2 separate regions of the Gasterosteus aculeatus genome follow, and region 2 is linked to region 1. The links are chromatin contacts, called in public Hi-C maps. All regions are on one chromosome and are shown on one strand. Each heading gives the region's core, a stretch centred on a gene start, on an enhancer-like site or on the middle of the called end of the contact. The rest is flanking DNA. Distances are from core to core; before and after follow the strand shown. Region 1 overlaps LOC144410194 (a long non-coding RNA gene). Region 2 overlaps LOC144410194 (a long non-coding RNA gene).

Region 1 (2,700 bases), core at 9-2,508:
TAAATCATGCTTAAATCGCTGGTGTAATGTTTGCACTAACCATCGGAGGAAGACTATGACCTCAACCCTACAGTTATTGGGCCGCACTACACTCACTACAGCACTCGGGGCCCGGAGATGTTTTTATGGCCTACCCATAATAAAAAGAGCAATTACTCTGGAACGACTTTGTCTATATGGACAATGTATTTTTCTGTAGAATAAAGGGGAACCTTCGTGAGTGCTGGAGAAGGACTTTCCTTTTCTTTAATGCAAAGACATTCGGGTGGCAATTTCATGTGGGTTTGTCACTGTGTGCGGCACTTTTGACATTACAGGAGATCAGAGCATCTTTAACGATTAGACTCACAGCAGTTATCCACTACAGTAGGTCTTGATTGGTGATACAAAATATCATCAATGCAACGTAACTGACAGGAAATACAAGTTTGCTTTATGTGGTGAAAATGATATGAAATGACTGTTCACCAAAAAACAGTACATTACAAATCCCTCAACCAAAAATGAGTTACCGTCCCAATGCAATGTGATATAGATCTCCACACTCACTGGGGAGATTTCAATCATTCTTACTCTGCGCTCAAGCGCTCATGCTAAGCTACGCTATCAACTCGCGGCTCAAGCTCAGCGGTTACAAGGCCGGCGAGCAAATTACGAAGTATTCACCTCCTCAGAGCTTCACCATCGTAATTCTAAACAAAACCCAGGTGGGTCCTTGGTGCGTTGGTGTCTTTAAATGTCAGGCTCAGTTTGCCTGTTACAAATGATCATCTGTACAGTAGAATAGACCGCAGTCCTCTTCAAAGTCACATCATGATACTAAAAGAGAGTCTAGTTTCTCACTCCGGTTTCTCTTCTGAGCGCCGCATTCTCCTGATAATCATGTACATGTGAGGAATCCTATTCCCTATTTCCTCTGGTCTGTTTTGAGTTAGTCCATCACTACAGTCAGTGCATGCGTGTGTGCGTGTGTGAACATTGCTTTCAGAATTGAGATGGTTGATGGAGCTCATAGTAGTGTGTGTGATATGTCAGTCTGGCATATTCCCCTGGCACAAATACTGTACAGACTTACACTCCCCCGCACGCACACACACACACACACACACACACACACACTCCCTGCTGCAGTCTTTTCAATACGTGCAGCCTGATTCACGTTAACCCATAAAACATGTCTGACATATTAATCAGGTCTGCATGTGGGGGTCGCTCCACTATAGCTGCTGTTAGGGGGAGGGCTCTCATTGGCCCATCTCACGTATCCTGGTGGCCAATGAGAGACGGCTGAGTCTCTCCTCTCCTAGCAACAACACTCCTTTTCGTCGAGCGGCGCAATCAGCAAACTGACACCCATAATTTTGCAATATGAATACTTTCAACTTGGGAGCTTTGCTGCAGAAAAAGGGGCAACACAAGTTTATCGTTCCACACATTAGTAGAGGATCTCTGTTCTCTGGCCCCCTTTCCTCCCTCTCGTCTCCTCTCCCATCTTGGCTGCAGCTCTGCCTCGGAGTGCATTCACGCAGCTCCAGTCTTACCATCTTAAAGGAACCGCTCTGCATATTCAGGTTCTTTCCTTTTTTCCCCCCTGGTTCAAGGGCATTGTGGGTAACGGCCTGTACTCGTTGACCTCGGTGCTGAATGGCTGGGCCTCTCAGGAGGGGAAAGGAAAACCTTGGCAAAGAGCGATCATTTCCCCGAGACACTAACCACCTCTGAGCTATCCGAGCTTCTCTCTCTGCACAGATGTTGTATCTCGCGAGCGGCTCGCCTTGTCTAACGTCTAATCAGTCATTTCAAAAAAATATCATTATATATTATATTATTCTATAACAAAAAGGTAAAAAAAATAGGATGTGGAAACATTAGATTGAAGGTTTGCTGCAATCCTAAAGGGCTGATTGGCTTCCGCACAGCACCTGTTGCCAAGCTACAGCAGTGCACATGCACATGTTCTCTCTGACCCCTGACCCTGAATTCCTGTCCATGCCCCCTGTGGGACCCGAGGAGAGCAGAGCACATGTTACATGTCTGCGCAGCGGCCTGAGACAACCAGGAATACGTCGGATTCTTCGGCTATCATGTTCCTCTGGGCCGAGCGCAGGTATGGGCCTTAGTTTTACTCCGGCAGACCGGAAAAAAAAAGAGTTTGTATCCGTCAGTCATCAGTCACGGCTAATGTCACGGCCCATTATGTGAGCTGCTAAGGACTCTTTGTATATTAGCGTAGGAAGCTGCGAGGTCGGATGTGTGGAGAGAGAAATGCCGGCGCTCGAGTACAAAGTCTCCGTCTCATGGCTGTGTGAAATTTGACATGTGGCCACTGTAGGAACGGTCAGAGCGTCCACTCGCTGGACCTCTCGCATTCAGCAGAACAACATCTCATGGTTCCTTACAAGTCAATTGGGGTGGCGTGCAGAAAAGCGTCCGGCAGCTTGAGCGGCAGATAATGAACTACACACATGACCTCCTGTCCTTTTTTTTTTCTTTTTTTTCGGGCATCTTCCGTCCAGTCTGTGAATTGTCTACCGGCAGGAACAAAAGCCCCTCGCGAAGCTCATTTAGCCCAGTTTCAATGAGGCCAGACGAGGAGAGAGAGGCGCTCGCTCTCCCTCTTTGAAGTGCGCTCCCCCCTCCGGCCCGCCGGATCAGACCGTTACAGTACGAGCGCCTCGAACACACAACCGCAGTTCAACC
Region 2 (2,700 bases), core at 36-2,535, 43 kb after region 1:
GAACCTGCAGCTTTCTGGGAGTCGGTTGAAAAACCAAACCCTCCTCCATGTTTTCTTTTTTTGGAGAGCAAAAGAGGCGAAACGCATCGGCCGAAATGTAACCTCGAAAACCACCGGCTTTCGTCTGATTTTATTGGTTTAAAAAGGGAACTTCTAAACTAGCAACACGTGGCCAGTCTAGTCGTACATGAGGTCTCTCATCCTCTAGTCTTGCATCTTAAGTTGCAAATTAAGTCGTTGCCGGCTACATTTGGCTTATCCGTCGTCAGGCCGATGGCGAAGGGTACTGAGATGGTCCCAACTTAAAACGTAATAAATACACGGGTTGAATGACTTTGGTGGAGCACCAGAAACCCACTGTAACCCTATATTAAATATCACTTTAGTCCGGAAATTTTAGACGTAATGAAAAATATAAATAAAAATCTCTATTTCTATACCCGTTCTCATTTGCCCCTAAAGGTACAGCCGTTATCTTGGTTAAGATTTAAGCAATTTTTCAAACCTCCCTGCTCCTTGTTCGCTGCATTAGAAAGTAAACAGTTAAAGATCCTCTGGCTGTCAGCAGGTTGATCACACCAGCTGGAGCCCAGCTGGGAGAGCTTCCCTCGGAGGGGCGCTCTACGGCCTCCAGTCCCACCACCTCGCTCCTCCGCACACCACCGCTCTGTCACGTGCGTTACCTGAGGAGCACCAGGAAGGCAACATCTGGGTATGTTCTGAGGGCTGTAATTCTAGAGGCCCTTAATCCCCTCACAGTATGTTGTTTATTTTGGTCCTGTTCTCTGGTCGTCAATAGCCAGATTTCTTAGAAGCAACCACCGGGTCACTGGGACTGACACCGCGGGGCCCGCCGAGGCAGAAAGAGATCCGAACGGAAGAACTTCTCACCTACAACAACCAGTCAACAAGTCCAATTCATATCTCCTCTTTGTGGCATCGTGAGTGTTTAGTTTCATTCACAGGAAAGGCGGCTGGGCTCAGATTCAGTTCAACATCCTCTGTACAAGCTTTTGCAGCATGAATACAAGTGTAGTGAAAGCGTAAAAAAGGCAGTAGGTCACTAGAGAGCTGAAAAAGCAGCGAGAGTCCAACCATCTATTGCCATTTGCTACCATTTTGACGGAGTAAAATGTAGATGAGTACATTAGTAGTGACTTCAAGAACGCAGCGCTGTGTTACTCATTGAGCCACATTTGGGCTCCGTGTGCCGAGGTATGGAAACGATTACGCTTCGCCGGTTATCTACTTATGACATAACTACCACATGCTGCACAAGCAGGCAGAGGGAAGAGAGTGAAGCAGCCTTCAGCGAGGCGAGCTGTCGCAGGCCGACGGAGGCCTAACAGGGACAGACGGAAAGGAAAGAAGAAACGTTCTTGGATATGGAGAGAAGGGGGCGGGCGGGGGGGAATAAGATATGAGGACGGGTCAAAAGGGTAGAGAGTGAGGAGAGAAAAGGGGGAAACAGCTTGGTCATATTTTACAGCCGACAGCGAGCGTGTGGTCTGGCAGGCACGCCGGGAGTTAGTTTATTACAGTCGTTTCTTTTACGAGGGGCTGTCCTACCTGAAAAAAAGAAAAGAAAATGAGCAGGTTCAGGCCGGTCATCTGTACCTTCTGTCTTGACACAAGGATACGGCTCCATACTATACTGATTATTCCTCCTAATACAACCCATCCGTATGTAAACAGAGATTCACAAGTGCACTGGGCGCCGTCACCCATTATTCCTGATACATGTGACGCATGCAGCGATTATATATAACAGGGCGTCCTGACACCTGCAGGTGGGGTTTCAGGTCTCAGGAACATCAGAACAAAGGAATGCCGCCACAATAAATAAACGTGTGGTTTACACTTCTAATCCGTCAAATGAAAGCTAGAAGTTTCTGAAGAGGTTTTAGCAGGACCCGCTCCATGTGATTCGTATTCGTGGACTGACCCACCAGAAGTGTTCTTCTTCTCTTAATATTATTCACATCCAAACAGTCAACAGCACAATCACATAAAAAGGTTGGAGGAATTCTAAGTGGAAATAATGTAAACATATACTGTCGCACTGAGCAAGCAAACTGACTTCATCACATAGGTGCGTCGTCATGACAGAGGGACAAAAAGCTTCTGTCCAAGAAGAAGAACGAGTTATCTTCTGTGCGGGATGACTCTTCCACACGTCAGCCAAGCAGACGCCTTCACTGCCTCCAACGCGTCGACCTTTGGTTTGTGTTGCGATTACCCAAAACGGCTCAGTGACATGGTGTGCGATCATTGCAATGAGTCGTGTCTCTTCATGCCAGCTGCTACAGGGGAAAACGTCGCTCGGTCACACGTTTCCACCCGCCGTGAGCCCCGTTTTGGACCCAAGGCCTTCCATTCCCCTCCAGTGCAATAATCCATCCTGCGATCCCGGTGACACACCGCAGCGACACATTTCTGTTACCTTCTTCATTCTCTACCACATACAGAAAGACAGATGTTCTTTGATGAATTAATGAATCAAGAAGACGCGAGGAAAGGTTGGTACAAACGTGAGGTAAAAGTTATGACGGGCAATAAGGTGCGTGTTTGGGTTGAGCCTCGTGTACATTCTAGGTTATTCAGTCTCACTTATGGAGAACGGGCAGGTGACCATGTAACTGTGAACTTCTTTTATACAGCTCTGTAGAGTAATTCTTACTACGTTTACTGTACATTTGG

Evidence for each region. A called contact is a pair of places that touch in the nucleus more often than the background predicts.
Region 2: a Hi-C map of liver shows a contact between it and region 1, with 2.6 times the contacts expected there. The contact joins two enhancer-like sites. A contact is called at or near these places in 5 of 6 Hi-C or Micro-C datasets (liver, skeletal muscle, tail fin and 1 more).

The regions. Positions count from the first base shown.
Region 1 is chr7:21,834,648-21,837,347 of fGasAcu3.hap1.1, forward strand. All of the region lies in intron 4 of LOC144410194 (a long non-coding RNA gene), which reads right to left. Among protein-coding and RNA genes, the nearest start is that of LOC120822014, 11 kb to the left of the region's middle. Within about 2 kb of position 1,259, at least 5 of the 9 cell types and tissues checked have open chromatin away from gene starts, as enhancers often do.
Region 2 is chr7:21,878,111-21,880,810 of fGasAcu3.hap1.1, forward strand. All of the region lies in intron 1 of LOC144410194 (a long non-coding RNA gene), which reads right to left. Among protein-coding and RNA genes, the nearest start is that of LOC144410194, 3.7 kb to the right of the region's middle. Within about 2 kb of position 1,286, at least 3 of the 9 cell types and tissues checked have open chromatin away from gene starts, as enhancers often do.